Linked DNA regions of Sus scrofa: regions 2, 3 and 4 are each linked to region 1. A link is a contact called in public Hi-C and HiChIP or PLAC-seq data. All regions are on one chromosome and are shown on one strand. Each heading gives the region's core, a stretch centred on a gene start, on an enhancer-like site or on the middle of the called end of the contact. The rest is flanking DNA. Distances are from core to core; before and after follow the strand shown. Region 1 holds the start of DHDH (dihydrodiol dehydrogenase). Region 2 holds the start of SNRNP70 (U1 small nuclear ribonucleoprotein 70 kDa). Region 3 holds the start of HSD17B14 (17-beta-hydroxysteroid dehydrogenase 14). Region 4 holds the start of BCAT2 (branched-chain-amino-acid aminotransferase, mitochondrial).

What was found. A called contact is a pair of places that touch in the nucleus more often than the background predicts. HiChIP or PLAC-seq counts read pairs in DNA pulled down with a chosen protein or histone mark.
Region 2: an H3K27ac HiChIP or PLAC-seq map of alveolar macrophages shows a contact between it and region 1. The contact joins the promoter of SNRNP70 here to the promoter of DHDH in region 1. A contact is called at or near these places in 1 of 5 promoter capture datasets (liver), 10 of 47 Hi-C or Micro-C datasets (blood, embryonic fibroblasts, epiblast stem cells and 4 more) and 2 of 2 datasets of contacts at active chromatin or transcription factors (alveolar macrophages and skeletal muscle).
Region 3: a Hi-C map of omental adipose tissue shows a contact between it and region 1, with 1.4 times the contacts expected there. The contact joins the promoter of HSD17B14 here to the promoter of DHDH in region 1. A contact is called at or near these places in 1 of 5 promoter capture datasets (liver), 8 of 47 Hi-C or Micro-C datasets (embryonic fibroblasts, epiblast stem cells, liver and 3 more) and 1 of 2 datasets of contacts at active chromatin or transcription factors (alveolar macrophages).
Region 4: a contact with region 1 is called in a Hi-C map of liver, with 1.8 times the contacts expected there. The contact joins the promoter of BCAT2 here to the promoter of DHDH in region 1. A contact is called at or near these places in 3 of 47 Hi-C or Micro-C datasets (embryonic fibroblasts, fetal heart ventricle and liver) and 1 of 2 datasets of contacts at active chromatin or transcription factors (alveolar macrophages).

What each region holds. Positions count from the first base shown.
Region 1 is chr6:54,209,085-54,212,328 of Sscrofa11.1, reverse strand. It overlaps DHDH (dihydrodiol dehydrogenase), which reads right to left and starts at 1,636. Exons shown (of 7, transcript NM_214166.1): 1 at 1,547-1,636; 2 at 889-1,000; 3 at 58-221. The coding sequence starts at 1,636. NUCB1 (nucleobindin 1) reads right to left here. Exons shown (of 13, transcript NM_001244488.1): 13 at 2,872-3,244.
Region 2 is chr6:54,286,698-54,289,814 of Sscrofa11.1, reverse strand. It overlaps SNRNP70 (U1 small nuclear ribonucleoprotein 70 kDa), which reads right to left and starts at 1,461. Exons shown (of 10, transcript XM_021094709.1): 1 at 1,239-1,461; 2 at 326-482. The coding sequence starts at 472. It also overlaps a transcript of NTF4 not described here.
Region 3 is chr6:54,142,459-54,145,868 of Sscrofa11.1, reverse strand. It overlaps HSD17B14 (17-beta-hydroxysteroid dehydrogenase 14), which reads left to right and starts at 1,726. Exons shown (of 10, transcript XM_021094705.1): 1 at 1,726-1,898; 2 at 2,259-2,424; 3 at 2,948-2,986; 4 at 3,180-3,262. The coding sequence starts at 2,337. It overlaps PLEKHA4 (pleckstrin homology domain-containing family A member 4), which reads left to right. Exons shown (of 21, transcript XM_013998606.2): 18 at 523-541; 19 at 544-580; 20 at 974-1,086; 21 at 1,396-1,853. The coding sequence ends at 1,658.
Region 4 is chr6:54,122,126-54,125,381 of Sscrofa11.1, reverse strand. BCAT2 (branched-chain-amino-acid aminotransferase, mitochondrial) reads left to right here and starts at 1,934. Exons shown (of 10, transcript XM_021094703.1): 1 at 1,934-2,132. The coding sequence starts at 2,109. All of the region lies in intron 2 of LOC106510565 (a long non-coding RNA gene), which reads right to left. It overlaps HSD17B14 (17-beta-hydroxysteroid dehydrogenase 14), which reads left to right. Exons shown (of 10, transcript XM_021094705.1): 10 at 1-153.

The sequences.
Region 1 (3,244 bases), core at 387-2,886:
GTTGGGTAATAGCAAGTAGCGCCACGATGGGTGTTGGAAGGGCCCCTGCACCCTCACCTCCATTAGGAAGAGGCCTCGGGATCGGGCCTCGGCAACCATTTCACGCACTTCCGCGGCGTTCACGCCCATGGGCTTCTCGCACAGCACGGCCTTGCCAGCTGCCAGGCAAAGCAACACCGTGGCCTTGTGCTGGGGGTGCTGGGTGCCAATATAGGCCACCTCTAGGGCGGGAGAAAAGAGGTCAGGAGATCGGCAGCCCCGCCCACCGAGCCTTCAGGGATCGCCCACCACTAAAAGCCCCGCCCCCAGCATCCCAGGAATCGGTTTCCCTCCAAGCTTGGCGGACGTCCTACAGCGGTGACCAAACACTAGCCTCCCTAATTCGTAGAAACTAACTAATCATCCTCTACCGTCATTCTGTTTTCCTCAGATTATTTCCAGCCTTCTAGAATTAACGTATTAAATCATTTAATTCTCACACCACCACCAAGAAGTAGAGACGATTATTTTGCCCGTCTTTCAAGTGAGGCAATTGAGAAGAGCGAGGAGAGGAGAAAAATGCCAACTCAAGTCCCCTGACTCTAGAGACTGCTCCGCCCCATCCAGGCTACTCTGATAACGCAGAACCAGAGTCTAAGGTCATATTTAAACCCTGAAGGACTTCCCGAGAAATTCAAGCTTTGCCTTTACCGCGGAGGTAGATCCTCCTAACGGCAATTTCACGTTAGACGCTTAATATCAGACAAAACTGATTCCTATCACTCCGGCGCCCAGTTCAAAGTTCTTCCAGAATCTCTGAGAGAAGGGCTCAACCCGCCAGTTTTGCATCTCCCACGCAGCAGCCTAGAGGCAGCGTGCCAGTGGTGCCCGGGAGCCCTGGCAACTTACCCACGTTCGGGTCCTTGGCCAGTTCCTCATAGGAGCCATAGGCCTTGGGGATGTCGTGTTTCCGCGCAAACTCCTTTGCCCGGCTCAGATCCCGGGCCGCTACCGCCACCACCTGGAGGGGCGCCACGGTCAGACTTGAGGGGCTGGGATGGGTGTGAAAGACAGATGTATGGGGGCGGGGAGGAAAGAGGTGATGGAGACGGCCTCGATACGGGGAGAAATTACAGCCCTCCGAGACGGGGGTGCAAGGAATTTTTTTTTTTTTTTTGGTCTTTTTGTTATTTCTTTGGGCCGCTCCCGCGGCATATGGAGGTTCCCAGGCTAGGGGTCGAATCGGAGCTGTAGCCACTGGCCTACGCCAGAGCCACAGCAACGCGGGATCCGAGCCGCGTCTGCAACCTACACCACAGCTCACGGCAACGCCGGATCCTTAACCCACTGAGCAAGGGCAGGGACCGAACCCTCAACCTCATGGTTCCTTGTCGGATTCATTAACCACTGCGCCACGACGGGAACTCCCAGGGAATTTTAGGTTGTTTCACCGCCTTGGAGATTCAGAAGTACAGAACCCCAGCTCCCTCCTCCCTCAGACCCGGGAGTCCCCCTCTGCGCCCACCCCTCCCCTGCTCTTCTACGGGCCTCCGGAGGGAGGGCGGACCTGGTGCTCAGAGCGAGGCAGCAGCCGCAGCACCGTCGTGAAGTCGCTGGAGATAAGGCCGGCTGACACGATGCCCCAGCGAAGCGCCATCGCCCCAACCCCGAGTCTCAAAGGTCCCCACTTTCTCCCGGAGCAAGTCAAAGACCGGAGGCCCCTTGCTCTGAGGGGTGGCCCTTTTCTCCGCCCCATCGCCCTTACGTTACTCCTCATTGGCCACTGGGCCGGTGCCCGCCTTCATTCCCAGAGCCAGGCAGGAGGTTATATAATTCTCGCGTCCCCATTGGAAGAGCTACTGTTGGCTCCGCCCAATGGGGGGTGGGCTAGAAACACTTCGTTCTTCGCTCTGTGACAGAAAGGGAGGGGGCTTTCTGTTCTTGCCAACTTCGATCCAAGAGCCCTGTCGCCTTTCATCGCTCCGCCGACTCGTTTGCTCAGAACATCGTGTTTCCGCGCAAACTCCTTCGCCCGGGAACGGGGAACTGCCGGGCTAGAGAGGAAGAGGGAGAGGAGGGGGAGAAGGAGAGGGGATAGTAATAGCAAAGATAACATTTTTACTGATATTTATTACTTAATATTTATACGACTCCTGTGGTAACCCAGGCAACCGAGGCTCCCAGCTCCGAGCTTTACTTTCCTCATCCCCAATTTCTTACTTTATTTTTTACCTTTGCTTTTAAGGGCCGCACCCGCGGCATAAGGAGATTCCAAGGCTAGGAGTCGAATCGGAGCTGCAGCCGCGGGCCTACACCACAGGCAAAGCAACGCCAGATCTGAGCTGCGTCTGCGACCTACAGCACAGCTCACGGCAACGCTGGATCCTTAACCCACTGAGCCAGGCCAAGGATCGAACCTGCATCCTCATGGTTCCTAGTCGGATTTGTTTCCATTGAGCTATGACAGCAACTCCTTTTTAAAAAAATGTTACTTTTCTGAGTTCCCGTTGTGGCTCAGTGGTTAACCGATCCGACTGGGAACCATGAAGTTCCTTTTTTTTTCTTTGCTGTCATGCCCATGGCATGTGGAAGTTCCAGACAAGAGATGGAACCCATGTCATGGCAGCAACAGGAGCTGCTTCGGTGACAAGAACGTTAACCTGCTGCACCACAACGGCAACTCCTGAATCTATCTTAAAGAATGAGGACAGAGTTCCTGGGTGGCCTAGCAGTTAAGGATCTGGTGTTTTCACTGCTGTGACTTGGGTTACTGCTGTGTGTGCCAAGTTCGATCCCTGGCCGCGGCACAACCCCCCCAAAAATGGAGAATGAAGATGAAGCACAGATGGAGTTTTGGAAGGAACAGTATTTACAAAGAAACGGAGGCATTGATTTGTTCCAGAAAGTGTATTTGGATGGAACCAGAGTACAGAGCAGGACAGGGAGTCACATGAGATAAGGCCAGAAAGGTAGGCAGGGCCTCCCACATGAGGCTGAGGGGCTGGAAGCCATCCTGGGGCGAGGTCAGCTCCGGGCCCCCTCTGGGGCTGTGGGGGAAAGGGCTAGGGGTCAAGTCGTCAGGGAGGAGGCAGAGGTGGCTGGAAGGCAGGGTCAGGGAGAGCTGGCGCTCCTGGGATCAGAGCTGGGCAGCGCTGCTAAGGGCTCTTCTGGTCCTCACACCCAGCCTGGGGGAAGATGCTGTCTTTGAGGCGTTGCTGGTCCCACAAAAGGTTGAGAAACATCATGAGGGACCACCCAAGCCCTG
Region 2 (3,117 bases), core at 212-2,711, 78 kb before region 1:
TCAATTCTCCATCAAATTACATCAAAGACACTAATATTCCCTTGCTAAACATGGGGGGGAAAAAAATCACAGCAGTTAGAGGATACACCTCTTGCCCAAGATCATCACGCAACCGATAAATGGCGCACCAAGGACTACCTAACTCGAGAGTCTGAATCCTCAACTGGTAGTTACTGAATTTTCACAAAAGCCCTACAAGGGCTGTGTTACCAATCTAAGACAGGGAAACAGGATAAAAGCCACCTTCCTCAATCACACAGCTAGAAAATCGCCAGAGACCAGACTCCCCGATCCAGCCCACTCCAAGCCTCTTCAGTGAACTCACCTCAAACTCTCGGATGTAGGGCGCAATGCCACAGTAAGGTTGATTGTGGTGTTTTTCATGTGGCAGTTTCTCCAGGGGTGGCAGGTATGGGATGGGGTCACGGGGAGCAAAGAGGGCCAGAAGGTTGGGCGGCAGGAACTGGGTCATCGTGCCAAGTCTGAGAGCAGAAGCAGGACCATCTTATGTTAGGGTGGGCTGGGGAGATGAAGCCCCTATCAATCCCTTGCCTCCCAAGAAAAGAGAGAAACACGGACAAAAATCTCAAAGTCTCCTGTAAGGACACAGAGCGCGATCGATCCTTAATCACAGGGGCAAGCAGATTCTAGAGGGAGGGCTGTGTGAACGGGAGGGGAGGGGGAGGGCAAGAGAAGAGAAACAAAGACTGAAAACAGGTTTCCGAGCAGTGAAGTCCTGAGCAAGGAACTGCGGGGCTGAAGGTCCCTGGGGGCTTGTGGGGCATCAAGGATCCCGAGGAAGGAGGTCTAGGGCCGTGGCGGCTGGTGGTCCCGCACCTTGGATAAAAGGTTATAGGGGGAGGACCGCAAGAGGTCTCTGATCAGGAGAAGGGGTCAGTCATAAACAGCAAACCTCTCAAGCCAGGGGGTTGTGGGTAATAGATCTAGGCCCCGCAGGCGAAGTGGATTGTGGGTAAGGGTCCAGGACGGAAGGGAAGCGAGGACGAAAAAAGGCAACACAGCGCAAAGGCCTGTGGGTAAGTGACCGCTGAGGGCGGGGGAGGGGGACTATGGAAAAAGCCTAAGTGACCGGAGAACTCTGGGTAAGGCGTGCAAAAAGGTTCTGTGGTGGCGGTGGCGCGGGAAGACTGCCCGGCCCCGGGGAAGGGACTGGGATCCACCGCAGGGGCTTGTGGGTAGCGGCCCCGCACCCGGTAAGGCCACTCAGTCATACTCACCCGCCGCGCGGCGCCCTCCTCGGCCTGGCGACGGTCCAGGGGCTCGCGGCGGCCCCACAGCAGCAGGTACTCTAGCTCTAGCTTCGACTCAGACGGCGACCGCGTCTCTCAGTCTCTGTCGCCCGCCCAGCGCGCGCACCAGGCCACAGCTCACGAGCCCGCGCGGCCTCGGCTCGCGACAGGGGCAAGGGGTGGAACCAGCCTCAAATCCCTCCGCCGACCCTATTGCGCACGCGCCGCGCGAGTCAAGTGCAACCCACACACAGGAACCTTGGCGCCGCTGCGAGCACTGCGCACGCGCGAGGCCACTACCCCGCCTTCCGGCACCTTAAACTCCTTTGCCGCGGCGGGATGAAGGTCACAGTGCGCACGCGCGCTCCGCCCCAAGCGGTCCCCTTTCACCTCGCGCTCAGGGCTCCAACTGCCTCTGTCCGCGAGACTCTTGATGCTCCACGCCTTTTCTTACACACTTCCCGGATCTTGCGCGCATGCCTGTAACGTCTTTCACACTGAAATATCCTTCCGCCGCCTGGCAAAGAGTTCCTACGTGAACAGTGTGATTCCTTAACCTAGGAAATCAGTAACTGTTCATTGAGCGCCCAATGTGTGCGTGGCGTTGTTTGGGCTCTGGCGATATACCATGCGACTGAAGCGAAGTCTTTTCCTTTTTGGAGCTTACATTGTACTGAGGGAGACAATAAAGGCACTTAAAAAGATAAATTTCGGACGGTGGCCAACACAGTAAAGAAAAATAGGGCCGAGTACGGGAATGGGCGGGGATAGAGGGGTTATTTTAGAACTAGGTCCTTCTGGAGAAGGAGACTGATGGAAGGGAGATCTGGGCGGGTTTAACAGCAAGTGCAAAGGTCCTGAATTGGGGCGGAAAGTGGGAATCTCATGTTGGCTGAGAGAGCAGAGAGCTGGCGGATTATTTAGGGCCCTGTAGACCTGTAAGAAGTTAAAATATTTGAAGTTTGGGGAATAGATTCAATTGCCTGTTTGATAATAATTACAGAAATTACTACAAAATTTAAATGGCTAATATCATGCTACTTAAAAAAAATATCCTGAAGCGTTCTCTCGTGGCGCAGCAAGTTAAGAATGAGCATTGTTACTGCATTGGCTTGGGTTGCTGATGTGGAGCAGGTGCCACCTCTGGCCAGGGCACATCGACATGCCATGGGCATGGCTTAAAAAACAGATAACGTATACATAGACACGTTTGCTTTCTGTGTATATGTATGTGGGAACTCTGCACTATTTTTTGGAACTTTTCCATAATTCTAAAATTACTTCAAAATAAAAAGTTTGAAGAAAAATAAAGCTAATAATAATGTATTTTTTTTTAGTACCATTGGATAGTAAATGGCTGAGACACTGCACCTCTAAATGCTTCAGCATGTCTCCTAAGAATAATGGCATCCTCTGCCCAACAACACAGCTATTTTCACCTCTTAGAAAGTTTATCCAGCCCCTATTCAGATTTTCCCAGTTGACTCATGAGAACTCTATCTTAATCTGAAACAGGAGCCAGTCAATGTTCACGCGTTTATTTGGTTATCATGTCTCTCTCGCCTCTTTAACATAGAATAGACACACACACACACACACACACACACACACACACACACACACACACTGCGTTATGTTGTTGTTTTCCCCCGAGTTTGGTGTGCAGTCCTATGTCCTGCATTCTGACTTTGTCTGATTATTTCCTCGTGGAATTTAGTTCATTCCACTATCCCCATTTTGCCCATAAACTGGAAATTGAGTCTAAAGGTTTTCATAGACTGATATTGAACATTTTTGGCAAGAACATTACTCGGGTGATACTGCAGACTTTGTATTGCATCATGTCTGGTATTTCATCACATCTGGA
Region 3 (3,410 bases), core at 477-2,976, 67 kb after region 1:
AAAAAAAAAGCTGAGAATTGTCCTGTCTGTTAGAAGTCGAAGGTACAGTCATAGACATTTTCCAGACAAAGGATCTTACATAAAAATGACATTTGCGGAGTTCCCATCGTGGCGCAGTGGTTAACGAATCCGACTAGGAACCATGAGGTTGTGGGTTCGGTCCCTGCCCTTGCTCAGTGGGTTAACGATCCGGCGTTGCCGTGAGCTGTGGTGTAGGTTGCAGACGCGGCTCGGATCCCGCGTGGCTGTGGCTCTGGCGTAGGCCGGTGGCTACAGCTCTGATTCAACCCCTAGCCTGGGAACCTCCATATGCCGCGGGAGCGGCCCAAGAAATAGCAACAACAACAACAACAACAACAAAAAGACAAAAGACAAAAAAGACAAAAAAAAAAAAAAAAAGACATTTGCCATGTTTGGGGGGGGGCAATTTTCTCTCTTCGCTAAGCTCCTTCACTTCATCCTCAAAATGAGGACGTGAGGGCTTCCTGGGGGAGGAATTCTAATGCTCCAATTCCTTTGCAGCCTGCCCTGGGACACTCAGGAGCCAGAAATGGCTCAGAAGCTCTGGGTCCTGGAGCAGGTAAGGAATTGGAGATCCAAACTAGAAGCAAGAAAGTCAACAAAAGGGTGAGGAGTAGCATTAAGTATTAATGTCTCCTGAGTACTCTTGAGTACCAGGGTATGGATGGCAGAACATTTCAGAGACGCTTGAATTCCTGGGGAATGAGAAAGCCCTAGTTCACAGCGGTTCCACCGTTGCTGTCAAACTCTGCTCCTCTGTCGGGAAGTTTTCGGGCAATTGGACTACAGATCCCATAATGCACGCAGACTTAAAAAGAGGGTCTCGCCCTGTTCAAAATCCTTTAGAGCCATATGCTAGGGACTACAACTCCCAGAAGGACACGCTCTGCACCGTGGTCCTCACCTTACAGGCAAATTATTCAAGGCCACCCCTGCATCTTCTTTTTTCTAGTCCGAGGAACACGACCCCTTATTTACCAACATCTGAGGGTCACCGGGAGCGAGTTCTCAGCCTCTCTCAAGCCTTGGCTGCTGAGGCGTCACAGTGGCACCGAATGATGACAGGTGAGAATGGGCTGGGGACCTTGGGCTCCTGGGTGTTAGGGAAGAGGGAGTCTGGAGGCCCGGAATCCTAGGTCCTGGTGGGGAGGGGGGTCCGACGACCGCCAGAAACCCTCTGCCTTGGTAAAGAAAGAGCTGGACAGGGCTTGGGGGTTCCAGACCCCAGTAGGAGGGGACTGGATCCCAGGACTGCCGTGTCTGGGGAGGAGAGGACGGGGAGCCTGGACTCCTAGGTTTGAGAGGAAAGTCCTGGGTGTCGGGACTTCTGGGTCCCAAAGTTTGCCATTCTCGTTCTCCGTCCGTCCTCTCCAGGTGGCAGTTTGGACTCTCGAGGAGACCCTCTTCCCCCTGCGTCGCCACCTCCGTCAGATCCCACGCCCTGCGTGTCCTCGCCCCCAAGATCTCCTCCAGTGGCCAGTTCCCACTCCACGGGGTTCTCCCACCGAGGGACTGGGCGCGACGCAGGCCCGGCCTCTTGGGAGCCGACCTGGGATTCCGGGACCGCCCCTCCCGCGCTAACCCCAGACGAGGAGGCGTGGCCTCTGAGAGTCACGCTGCTACAGTCCAGCTTCTGACCCGCCCAAGCAGGGCAGCCAATCAGAGCTGGAGGGCGTGTCCCGGAGGTACTTCCGGGACAGATGGAGCCTCTTCCCTCACCTGAGGGCGTGATCTGGTCCCCTCCCGGTGGCCGAGGAGTGGCTACTTTGGCCAAAGTTTGATTTTCCCAATACTTGTCCAAATTTGGATTAAAACATTGAACTCTTAGTCGATAACTTTCTGTCTGTTTGGAGTTGTGACACCGGTGTCTCGAAGAGGTAGAGCTGGAGTGGTGAACTCCTGGGTCCCGCGGGAGGAGGGGACAGCGGACTCAGCTTTGTGTGTCAGAGGAACGGGGGGAGCTCGAGGTCTGGATTACTGAGTCTGAGGGAGGAGGGGGCCGGCGACCTGGATTCCTGGGTCTGAAGGAAGAGAGGACCCGGGACCTGGACTTTGGAGTCCAAGGTCCGGCAGAGGGGGCCGGACTCCAGGAATCCCGAGTTTGAGGGTTGGGGGACCGGCCTCCTGGGTCTGAGGGAGGAGGGGGCTGGGGCCAAGTTCCAGGCTTCTGGCTTTCCTGGCAACGCCCCCGGGGCCGGGCTTCAGGATCCAGCCCCTATTTATGGTTCGACCCCAAGACCTCACCGGACTTCAGAGGGGGATAGAAGCCTCGAGTGAGTGTGAGTGAGTGGCCGAAGGAGACCTTCTGACGCGGGATGGCAACGGGAACGCGCTATGCCGGGAAGGTGGTAATCGTGACGGGGGGCGGGCGCGGCATCGGAGCTGGGATCGTCCGAGCCTTCGGTGAGTGGGGTCTGGTCGGCTCTGAACAGTGGAGTCTGGGAGCGGAGGGACCCGGGGGCTAATGGGTGTGGGACGAAGTATCTTCTGTACTGGAATCTAGATTCTTGTCTCGTAAAATCCAATTTGCAAAGTTAACGAAGGGAAGGCAGAGGTGGCCTGGGGCCTGAGATTGCGGCGGATTTTCAAATGCCATTGACTCCCTTTCTCTGGGTCTCAGCTATTGCTACAGAATGGGGGGCCGGGGGTGGTGGTTGAAGGAATATGTCTTTTGGAGGTTTAGGGTTTACTCTAGAACCCAGGGATGGAGACTCAGGAGCCCCAGAAGTCACCTGGAATAGCCAAGGAGAAGGCTAGGCTTCTGCCTTTTGCCCTACGGGATCATCATGAGACTTTGGGGTCACGAGGGGAACAGAGCTGGGGCGGTGGTGGGGGGGGAACGGCCCTGTTCCGGGTGGCCACAGAGGGCAGCAGAGATCTTCACCAAGGTCTCTGCAGGGCTAACCTATTCCCTGTCTATTCGCAGTGGAAAGTGGCGCCCAGGTGGTGATCTGTGACAAAGACGGTGAGTGAGGGTCCCCCAGTCCTCAGCCCACTGCCTCCTCCCTTAGATTCAAGAAGAATACAGGCCCCAGCACCCTCCTCCCTCAGACCCAGGATCCAGCCCCAGCCCTCCTCCCTCAGACCCAGGATCCTGGGCCCCCAGCCCCTCCTCTCTGAGACCCAGGCTCCAGCCCCCAGCCCTTCTCTTCCTGCAGAGTCCACTGGTCGGACCCTGGAGCAGGAGCTGCCTGGGTCTGTCTTTGTCCTCTGTGACGTGACTCAAGAGGATGATGTGAAGGTGAGCGCGTAGTTTCTGTCCCTCCCCGTCCCCCTCAATCTCCAATCGTTCTCTCTCTCCCTTCACCCCGGGCTTTGCACATGCTATTCCCTCTACCCTTCCCCATCTCCTGGCTAAATGACACCTGCCCCCAGAGTCTCAGCTCAGT
Region 4 (3,256 bases), core at 685-3,184, 87 kb after region 1:
CCGGACCAGGGCTCTCCCATCGCAAACTCAGTCTCCCAAATTCCCCTTCCCACCTCTCAGCTGCTGCGCCCCCCCGCCCCCCGCCAGACTTTAAGCCCACTTACCAATGTCCAGACCACCCCACATCTTTCCATAAAAGCACTTTGCAGCCAAGAGGAGGGCATCGTTACATTTATTTTGGCCCCTTAAAACCCTAATCCTCGGAGTTCCCATCATGGCTCAATGGTTAAAGAATCGACTAGGAACCATGAGGTTGTGGGTTCGATCCCTGGCCTTGCTTAGCGGGTTAAGGATCCAGCGTTGCCGTGAGCTGTGGTGTAGGTCGTAGACATGGCTTAGATTCCGCATTGCTGTGGCTCTGGCCTTGGCTGGCAGCTGTAGCTCCGATTAAACCCCTAGCCTAGGAACCTCCATATGCTGCAGGTGTGGCTCTAGAAAAAGGCAAAAAAAAAAACCACCAAAAAACCCTAATCCTTGCCCTCCCCCATTTCCACTGGAGGCCTGGACCCCAGGGATTACGATTTCCAGAAGGCCTTGCGGCAGGAGCAACCCGGGGGCTCCTGGGAAAAGTATTGCCAGCCGGCTGCTACCGAGCAGTAATTAAACAAGCCCGCAGGGGAGAGTAAATCAAACTCTAATTTGGAAATAATGAAGGAGGTAAAGCAAAAAGGCCTCCCTGTTTATTCTTGGCCCTTAGGGGAAAGGAGTTTAGACCTCTCTGCCAGCAGAGTAGGAGGGTGGCCAGCCCCAAAAGTCGAGAAGGAAGAAAAAACCGGGGGTTGAAAATCCGGGGTCCGAGGAAGGAAGAGCTGGTGTCTGGATGCCTGAATTTAGAGGACTGGGAAACTAAAGGGGAGGTAGGAGGAAATTAAGTGGCATGACTCCCCGGCTGGGAGGTACCAAGTTTCCTCGAGGTGGGGGCCCCCAGGCTGGGAGGTGGAGCTGCATCACTGCTGCGGATTGGCCGCGGCGGGGGTGTGTGTGCAGCAATCACCAACTGGCCTGGGCGCGGCACCGCTAAGGCTCCAGCCAAGGTTGAGGGGGGAAGAGGGCTGGGGAGGAGGGAGGGAAGGCGGAGACACTTTGCTGGAGAGCGTTCAGGTTTGACCACCTGGGCCTGTGACTGTTAAGGCTGCGGGACAGAATTTGGGGGCATAGTGTCGCAGGGTAGAATTACGGAGACGCAGTGAACCAGGGACTGAGTTTGAATACACAAGAGGAACAATATTTTGGTGTCAAAGTAACCCCGATGCAGGAGTTGGGGGAACTCCTGGAAGGTTCGGGGGGACACAGTGACCGCGTGGCGTGGCGTAGGGGACACCGATGCGGGTTTGACCAGCTGGCGATTAGAGGGACCCTGCGGGGCTGTAATCGTCTAACTCTGCCTCTGGGGGTCCTGAAGCTGGGGAGACACTCCCGAAGGGGCATAAACCAGGAAATCCTATTCTAAGGGCTGCTCACGGAAGCCCTCTGATGAAGTGGGGGATTGAAATTTTACCACTGATGAAAAGAGGTGGTAGGAGGCAAGGTGAACAGTGTGGGTGTTTCTCTTTAAAAGTTACAAAGAATGCACACGTTATCTTCTCGTTGCAAAGAAAAACCTGTATTCAAATAGAGTATCCAGAGGGAAGCTCCTGCTCCATCCACACCTGCCGCCCTCTTCGGAGTCCCCTCCCTTTTCCCGCGCGTTTTTCCGTACTCTCTGCTCCCACCGATATTTAGAGCGGGGTTTGCTTTTCCCCAAGAATCGTGGTGCGTGAAGATCACTGCTTCCTGCGTTTCCCCTCTCTTATCTCGGGCTGCTGGCCTTTGTTAGCGCCCCGGAACAGTTCTGGATCTATTAAAACGCAGTTTGGAAGCCGTTGCACGCTGGCTCTTGCGCGGGGGCGGGGAGGAGGGTTCCCCCCCGGCCCCCCGCGGGTTCCGGCGCATGCGCTCTGCAGCAGGGCCCAGTTCCCCCTCCAGCGCCCTATAACTGGGAAGGCCTGGGCAGCCTAGGGCGCTGGGCTGGCCGTCATCCCACGCGAGGGGGCGTGAGCGGGGCGGAGCCGGAACGTCTTTCTCGCCCGCCGCACCCGGGCCGGGCACAGATCCCCGCCGCTCGGACCATGGCTGCAGCCGCCTTGAGGCAGGTGGGTTCGCGGCCGGGTGGGAGACCCTGCGGGGAGGCGCACTTCGGGTGGACCCCTCGCCCGTGGCCTCTCCGGCGTGGCACCCGCTCCTCCCGCACTCGGGTTCCGCCGCGGGGCGCCGAGGAGGAGGAGGCCCCGGAGAAAGCAGCACAAGGCCTTCCAGGCGGGGAGGGGGAGAGAGGTCAACGTTGGGAAGGGGACCCAGATGGGAGCCACACGGAGGGGAACGTGGAGGAGGAGCCTATAAGGAGAGAGCCGTGGGGCTGGGGTGGCGGGATGGGTTAGGAGGGAATAGGCAGCCGGTGGGGGAGCCGGGCTAAGACGCCCAGGACCTCGGACCCCTAGGGGTAGAGGTAGGAGGAAGGCATAGGGTTCAGTCTCAGGTCACTCATGGGAATTGGATCCAGCGCCCTGTTTTCTTGGAACTAAAGATAGATGTCTCATGTGTCCCTGAAACCTCTCATCTGGAACTCTCCACCCGGGGGTGGTGGTGGGGGACCGAGGCAGCATCTCCCTGTCAGTGACTGAGATCGTCCAGGCGAGAAGGGGACCCTCCGTTCTTACGGACAGGATGGCAACAAGCAGAGCTTCGGTCCGTGGTTTTAGAAAACAAGGATACAATACTAATAACTTGGTGTGTGTGTGTGGGGGGGGTGTCTTTACAACCCTTGACAGCTGCAGCCTGACGGTGGGAAAAGTGGTTTCTGTTAACTTTGTAGTTGACTTTATCTGGGACTCTTATCCCAGCCTGATGGAGAGCAGGGCAGACTTTTACTTTCTCAGAGTGACTGAGACAGGCTCGGACTGCCACCGAGGCGGGCTAGGCTTTGATGGTGACACTGCTGGGCTGTGGTGGGACAGTTCCGGGCAGCGATGGGGACAGTCTGGGTGATGATGCGGAGAATCTTGGGCTGTCATAGGACAGTCCTGGTTTCTTGTGAGACCTCGGCTATGGTGGGTCAGTTCTGCATGTCATGGGGATCAGTCCTGGGCTTTGACTGGGTCATGTGCGGGTTATGGTCCAGATGGTCCCTTGCTGGGACAAGGACAGCCCTGCTCATGATAGAGACCTTTCCCGGGCTGTAAAATGGGGTCAGTCCCGAAGTGTGAAGGACAGCTAAGCT